2 separate regions of the Capra hircus genome follow, and region 2 is linked to region 1. The links are chromatin contacts, called in public Hi-C maps. All regions are on one chromosome and are shown on one strand. Each heading gives the region's core, a stretch centred on a gene start, on an enhancer-like site or on the middle of the called end of the contact. The rest is flanking DNA. Distances are from core to core; before and after follow the strand shown. Region 1 overlaps SGK1 (serine/threonine-protein kinase Sgk1). Region 2 has its middle 260 kb from the start of TRNAC-GCA.

Region 1 (4,062 bases), core at 946-3,445:
TTGGACTCTGCAAGGAGAACATTGAACACAATGGCACGACATCCACCTTCTGCGGCACGCCCGAGGTAGGCACACTCTTGATTTGGTGCCTGGTCTACCCACTCCTCCAGGAAGAGATCATTGCACTAGTGCCTTTAACTACTGAAAGAGTATTCTTAAAAGTGTTCTAGTCCAGTTCAGTGCAAGTAAAATGCATTTACTCTTGGAGGCATGAGAAATTCCAAAGCCTCATGTTGCTTTAGTTAAAATGAGCCTGTTGATAAGATCCATGGTCATAGAAGGTTTCTAAATTCTCAAGATAGCTGAGGGGTACCCACTAGCTTTCTAAATATCAGGACTATAAGTGGACAGTCAGCCTCAAAGGCATCGATTTTATCAGGACGTAGTCTAGAGAAATATATCCTCCAAGTAGACCCAGCGTGTCTCAGCCCTTTGAAAGCGCACCCCTGGTCTTGGCAGTGCCTGGTTTCACGGGCTCTGAACTCTTCTTTTCCTGGTCTTTCAGTATCTGGCGCCTGAGGTGCTTCATAAGCAGCCCTATGATAGAACCGTGGACTGGTGGTGCCTGGGGGCCGTCTTATATGAGATGCTGTATGGCCTGGTGAGTAGCCCATTGAGAATCGGGGAATATTGCCCTGGGTTGATACATTTCTCCCTCTAGATTCATCTGGGCACACAAACCCCTTTGCAGACTTGATCATCATGTCTCTCTCTTTATCAGTAAGCTTAACAAATGCTGATGTGACAGGCATATTGGTTAAATTATAGGTGCCTTAAGATAAACCCTTACCTAGTAGATTTTTCTTTTGTAAGTTCACACTTTGCTAGGTTTGACCACACTTAACATATGTGAGAGTGAAAAACATGGCTTATTAGCATCTACCCCCGCCTCCCATCAGGGTGGCAAAATATAGTCACTGAAAAATCCAGGGCAAAGAAAACCTATCAAGTGATAGACTTTGTCAAATCCAGCTTCATGCATTACAGTCTGAGTCTTGATTGGTAATGAGTGCTCTCCAGAACTTCCAGTTGACTAGTAAGTAATCCTCCCCCTTCTTTCAGCCTCCCTTTTATAGCCGAAACACAGCTGAGATGTACGACAACATTCTGAACAAGCCCCTCCAGCTGAAGCCAAATATTACAAACTCTGCAAGACACGTCCTGGAAGGCCTCCTGCAGAAGGACAGAACAAAGAGGCTGGGTGCCAAGGATGACTTTGTGAGTCACGTTTCTGTCTGGGTAGAGCACTAGACCCCACTGCCCTTCCTGAATTTCAGGTATCTAAATTCATGTTTCTTTCTCAACAGATGGAGATTAAGAATCATGTCTTCTTCTCCCTAATTAACTGGGAAGATCTCATTAATAAGAAGATTACTCCCCCTTTTAACCCAAATGTGGTGAGTAGCTCTCTTGGGCATGTATGGAAACCCATGGGCTTCTCTTTTTAAGTCAGAGTTGATGGCACTGGTGGGGGTGGGGGACCCCCCAAGGAATAAATTGGCAGATATTTTATTCATAAACCATTATTTTACCCACAGAAAAAGTAGAACTCCTATCTCAATGAAGGTCACATAATTTTTCAACACATTTATGAATTAAAGTAGTGAAAGACAGAAAGAAAACATGACCTTCATAGTTTAAACTTTACATGCCCGGTGGGTTTTGTGCTTGAAATGGTTTGTGATGGTCCCTATATAGCACCTAAAGCTTGCACAAGAATTTCCCTGCCTTGTCTTCCCTGTGAATTCTTGACATGGAGCATGTTTTGTTTTGTTTTGTTTTCCTCTTCCTGCAACAGAGCGGACCCAGCGACCTGCGGCACTTTGATCCTGAATTCACCGAAGAGCCGGTCCCCAACTCCATCGGCCGGTCCCCGGACAGCCTCCTCCTCACAGCCAGCGTCAAGGAAGCGGCTGAGGCCTTCCTGGGCTTTTCCTATGCACCTCCCATGGACTCTTTCCTCTGAACGGTCTTAGGGTTGGTTGCAAAGGATTTTTTTAGTTAACCTTTTGGCAGAGCTGCCAGCTGACAGGACATCGTAAAAGAGAATTTGCACATCCCTGGAAGCTTGCACATCTTGGCAGTCTTATTGCACAGTTTGCTGGAAGCTTTTCGAAGAGCACATCCTCCTCAGTGAGCTTGTGAGATTTTCCTCTTTATTCTTCCTTCCAATGTGGTGCTATCTCTGAAATGAGCAGCAGAGGGCCGCCCGAGACAGATGCAGTGGTCTCATTGGCAGGCGGCTGCTGGTCTGAGAAGGAGCTTCTGGAGGTCTGTCCGGGCCACGATAACGAATCTTATGAAATGTGCCTTTTCTGATGAGATCGTGTTAGCTCCAAAGCTTTTCCTGTTGCTGAGTGTTCTCGTTCTCTGTTTCTCCCTGTGGACTCCCTGTGTGATCCGCCGTGTGAGTGTGGTATGCTTGCTCACAGAAGGACTCAGTTATATGCATCAATGTGACGCTTGCAGGACACTACAATGTGGGACATTGTTTGTTTCTTCCATATTTGGAAGATAAATTTATGTGTAGACTGTTTTTTTGTAAGATACAGTTAATAACTAAAATTTATTGAAAATGGTCTTGCAATGACTTGTATCCAGATGCTTAAAGAAAGCATTGCTGCTACAAATATTTCTATTTTTAGAAAGGGTTTTTATGGACCAATGCCCCAGTTGTCAGTCAGAGCCTGGTGTTTTCATTGTTTAAAATGTCACCTATAAAATGGGCATTATTTATGTTGTGGTTTTTTTTTTTTTTGCATTCCTGATAATTGTATGTATTGTATAAAGAAAGTCTGTACATTGGGTTATAACACTAGTATATTTAAACTTACAGGCTTATTTGTAATGTAAACCACCATTTTAATGTACTGTAATTAACATGGTTATAATATGTACAATTCTTTCTCCCCTCCCTACCACACACCTTTTTGTGTGTGTGATAAACCAACTTTGGTTTGCAATAAAACCTTGAAAAATATTTACAGAAATTGTGTCATGTGCGTTATTTTATATATTTCAGTTAAGGGAACAATAGTAGATCCATTTAAAATCAAAAACCATGGTAATGCTGCTGTGATTGACAGTGGCTTGCTCCTCCAGAAGCATCAATCTCTGACTCCAGAAGAGAATCAGTCAAGTCACTTCAGTCGTGTTCGACTCTGTGCGACCCCATAGACGGCAGCCCACCAGGCTCCCCTGTCCCTGGGATTCTCCAGGCAAGAACACTGGAGTGGGTTGCCATTTCCTTCTCCAATGCATGAAAGTGAAAAGTGAAAGTGAAGTCGCTCAGTCTTGTCCGACTCTTAGCGACCCCACGGACTGCAGCCTACCAGGCTCCTCCGTCCATGGGATTTTCGATAGGGCAGTCTTAAAGTCTTTTTTTTTTTTTTTCAGGCCACACTGTGCGGTTTGCAGAATCTTAGTTCCCTAACTAGGGATTAAACCCGTGCCCCTGGTAGTAAAAGCTCTTGAGTCCTAACCGCTGGACCACCAGAGAATTCCCTAAAGCCAATTTCTATCTGAGGGCTTTACCAGCATTCTATGATGTCAGTCATTATCCACAAATCCATCCAAACAAATCCTTGTCCAGTTAACTGCCTCAAGGACAGTCATGAAGTAATGTTCCCTATGTTTATTGCCTGCCCTGTGAAGTTGGCTGTTTGTCTCGACCTTTGTCTTGTCTGAAGTAACAGGTAATTCTTTAACAAATACTTGAGTGCCTTCACTGGGCCAACTATTCCAAGTACTGAAGATAAGGCAAGAGCAAAGCTGACACATCTCTGCCCTTACAGAGCTTGCTGGGAAGGGCAGACTTGGTCAATAAAGCAGTTTGTTGAAATGGAAATCAAGATAACAGTCTGCAAGTCTAGGAGAATGCCACTAAAGAGGATGAGGATAAGTGGCTCTGTTCCCAAAATGCTGAGCCGGCAGGACTCCTGGTTCCTGAGAGTAACCAGAGCCGAACTGAGTCCAGTGTCAGCTCCGAGAAGGAGCCTGAAGGGACACATCCCTGACTTGGATCAGAAGCCTCTGGAACTGGTGTGCACCCGGCACTGCCTG
Region 2 (4,062 bases), core at 596-3,095, 420 kb before region 1:
CCATGTGGCACTTAGAACTGCCAGTACACCATTTTGTTGTGAAAAGAGGAACTAGTCCATGGACAAAACAAGTATCCAAGAAATCTGATTTCTTGATGATGATATGAGTCACTGATTTAAACAAAACTGGAACTGCCTTCCCCTCCAGACATCTGAAAAGATGAGCTGTTTTGGTAAAGAAGTTAATAAACCAGATTTTATACATTCATATTGAGTGTGAGTTGAAGATGCCTTCAGAGAAAGCATGCCCAGAGAAAGCTCAGGGTAGGCATGTCGGGAAATGAGACCATAAGACACATATATTTCTTTTCCTTGCTGTGGACCTGGAAGAGTCATAAATGCGTACTCCTTGCTACATTGTCTATTTATTTATGCCTTGTAAGTGTAATGAATGCGATTTACATCAATAGCAATAATGGATAACACGTAATGTACTGAACAATTTCCTATTTGAAAATTCCGTTAGTGCTTTCATGACACTAATGTTGGTGATAGTGTTCTGCTCTTATTTCCATTCACAGATGTATGTCCATGCTCAGTGTGGCAGAAAAGAGCAGCACAGACCTGGGCTCAGATAGCTGCTCCTCCTCTAGGCTGGGGCTTCTCAGGTGGCTCAGTGGGTAAAGAATCCGCCTGCAACGCAGGAAATACAGGAGACACAGGTTCAATCCCTGGGTCGGGAAAATCCCCTGGAGCGGGGCATGGTTACCCACTCCAATATTCTTGCCTGGAGAATCCCATGAACAGAGGAGCCTGGCAGGTTACAGTCCATAGGGTTGCAAAGAGTTGGACACAACTGAAGTGAACTTCATGACCCGATGGACTGCAGCCTACCAGGCTCATCCATCCATGGGATTTTCCAGGCAAGAGTACTGGAGTGGGTTGCCATTGCCTTCTCCAGAACACATACCACCAGGCTATCTTTTGGCCCTGGCAAGTGGCTTAATTACTGTGAACCTCAATTTGATTTCATTTTAAATAGGCTTCATAAAACTTACTTTTCAGAGTTTGTGCTTAGTAATGGTGATGACTATATGCATGCACATTTTCAAAATTGTATTTTTTCAAACTGAAGTACAGTTGTTTTACAATGTGGCATTGGTTTCTACTGTATACCATTCCATTATACATTTATGCACGTTCTTTTTTTATTGCATTTACATTTTTTTCCTTAAATTTGTTAGATTATAACCACCTATCCTTAATTTCCATTTTAGTTTTTCCCCTATTGAGGTCACTGCTAGCTCAAGAACCCTCAGGTCCCAGGAGGGAGGAGTAGTAAATAAATCTATGGAATTCAAAGATGCAGATGGGGCTGTGCCAATTGTCTGGCAGGATCACTGCTTCAAAAGTGCAGGCCCAGAGGGTCCCCTGGTCCAGTGGTTAAGACTTCGCCTTCCAATGCAGGGGGTGCAGGTTCCATCCTTGGTTGGCAAGCTAAGATCCCAAGTGTCTCACAGCCAAAAAACCAAAACATAAACTAGAAACAGTATTGTTAACAAATTCAATAAAGACTTAAAAAAAAAAAAGTGCAGGCCCAGTCATTTGCCTCCTCTCTTAATGTAGAATAGTTTTCAGTGCTCAGAGCTCATCTCTTCAGATTCTGCTGTCAGCCTGTGGAAAGTCTGGGAATTAGAAGTGAAGCTGGGCTGATGGCAGGCTTGGGCCTACACACGGGCTCCAGGTCAGCTGGCCAGAGAGTCTATTACTGGGATACAAGGATCTCTTGCAACTAATATTAAATATGTGTTTTTATTTTTCACTTGTCCTTTTTCCTTGTACACATACCTCTCTCAGGAACCACAATAAGAGTGGCTCAGACCAGCCCAGGATTTAGAGATTTCTTACTGCTGTCAGCTGGCGGGGTTTAATGTGTTTTGGCTAAGCATCAACCTTGACGCTGCCCGTGGATAATTTGAGCACTTGGGCTCATTTCTTTTTAATTTCGTGAACACTTAGCCCTAGTTAGGACATGTTCTTTTTTTGTGTTTTATTGTGTGAGAGTTACCTGATAATTATGGATATAAGTTTCCCTTTCATAATTGAGAACAAACATGTTTCCACTTCACTTGTGAAACTTAAATTTTTGCTTTTATGGCAATACATTCATTATATAAACTTCAAAATACATCTGAAATATTTGATCATTAAGATGATTCACTACTTTTTTAAATAACCACTCCCCCAGGGGTAGGGCTAGGGGAAGGATGGACATATTCAGTTTATTTTCCTCTTCCTGGGAGTAGCCCAGTGGGGAAAAAAAAAAGCCCAGTTGTGGAAACTGCCCCGAGGCCTAGAGTTCTGGAGGTTTCCTTCCACTGCTGCTCTGGAGGTGACCCAGTCTTGTCAGAGTGACATGGTTCCAGAGCTCCAGATTTGCCCTTGCTCATTTCCTCCATCTGTCAAAGGAAAGTCACACTCATTGCTTATTTCCAGTATAAGACTGTAGAGAAAAATCAATAAGTTTAAAAAAATAATAAAAAAGACTATAGAGAAAATAACCAGAAAGTATCATAAGCTCAGTAATGAAAAGCCTCACTGCTAGTCTTACTAAGCAATGAGCCCTGACTTGGTGCCTAGGACTATCTTCTAAATGAGGTATCAAAATAAAAATGGTTAGGGTCATATATGTAGAATCTAAAATATGGCATAAATGGATCTATCTACAAACCTTCTATCTACACACTCATGTATAGTGAAGGAAATATTCAGTGTTTGTCTCTCAACCTGCACTTTGTACTTTCTGGATAAACTTGAGTTTATCTGCCTGCTGCTATTACATATACAATCAGAGTTTGAACTTGAGTAAAGTAGAAGATGAAGCTGAGATTTTCATTTAATCTAGATGAGTTCGTTCTCTGTCCACCTGTGTTCCTCCTCCTCATAAAGAGTTTATATATAAACATCATAGTTACTATGCGAAAGTAGACAAGTTTAATAAATGCATATCCCCATGCAAGCCTCTATTAGCATAGAGATATTCTGAGCCGAGTGGGATTCTTTGCATGTTTTAAGCCAGCATTTATACTGAATGTTGATATTTTGGAGCTGTGCCTGGAAAATTGCACAGAAGCAAATCTGCTCCCATATTTTATAGAAGATTTATGTTTTCTATAAAGTTCTAACTTCTTCCTCTAGTCTACAAGGCCCTGTGTAAGCAAGCCTTAGTCTCAGGAGCCTAGCATCGCCCATCCACTCTTCTCTCCAGGCAAGCTGGCTTTCTGGCTTTCTTTTCTAACTCATCATCCTGGTTCCCACCTCAGATTCTCTACAGTTCCCTTTGCCCTCATCAGACAATTATATGGCCTGTCACCCCCTACATATATTATCATCTCCTCAGGCAGTCTTCCCTGCCCACTCTGTTCACACGAGACTGTCCAGTAGACACATCAGGTGAGACAATGTGAGTCAGACATATAATTGTACATCTCCTAGTAGCTACATAAAAAAAAATAATAAAAAAAGATAAAATAAATTTTAATGCTACTTTAATTTAACCCCGTTCAGTTCAGTTCAGTTGCTCAGTCGTGTCCAACTCTTTGCGACCCCATGAATTGCAGCACGCCAGGCCTCCCTGTCCATCACCAACTCCTGGAGTTCACTCAGACTCACGTCCATCGAATCAGTGATGCCATCCAGCCATCTCATCCTCTGTCATCCCCTTCTCCTCCTACCCCCAATCCCTCCCAGCATCAGAGTCTTTTCCAATGAGTCAACTCTTCGCATAAAGTAATCCCATATAGGTAACATATTGTCATTTCAACACTAATAAGATAGTTTGCATTCTTTTTTCTCATTCTAGGTGCTTGAAATCTGGCATGTTTCTTCAGGACATTTAGACCAACCACGTTGCAACTGGTGGCTACTGGTACTGGACCACACAGACCTAGGATAACCCACTGCCTCCAGCCACTCTCTACCATACTACTCTCATTTATCATTACTGGGATATTTATGAGTGTTTATAAGTCATCCTGTTTGTTTATTTCCTTGCATATCATCTCTCCTTCCATCCATTATGAGCCCCCTGCCCTGAAATGAAAAATCTAAGAGACCAAGAGT

What was found. A called contact is a pair of places that touch in the nucleus more often than the background predicts.
Region 2: a Hi-C map of blood shows a contact between it and region 1, with 3 times the contacts expected there. The contact joins two enhancer-like sites. A contact is called at or near these places in 3 of 5 Hi-C or Micro-C datasets (blood and liver).

Annotation. Positions count from the first base shown.
Region 1 is chr9:59,392,399-59,396,460 of ARS1.2, reverse strand. It overlaps SGK1 (serine/threonine-protein kinase Sgk1), which reads left to right. Exons shown (of 14, transcript XM_005684782.3): 10 at 1-65; 11 at 506-601; 12 at 1,063-1,218; 13 at 1,308-1,397; 14 at 1,799-2,990. The coding sequence ends at 1,966. Among named protein-coding and RNA genes, the nearest start is that of SLC2A12, 85 kb to the right of the region's middle. Within about 2 kb of position 2,195, at least 3 of the 5 cell types and tissues checked have an H3K27ac peak or open chromatin away from gene starts, as enhancers often do.
Region 2 is chr9:59,808,319-59,812,380 of ARS1.2, reverse strand. No RefSeq gene overlaps it. Among named protein-coding and RNA genes, the nearest start is that of TRNAC-GCA, 260 kb to the right of the region's middle. Within about 2 kb of position 1,845, at least 1 of the 5 cell types and tissues checked has an H3K27ac peak or open chromatin away from gene starts, as enhancers often do.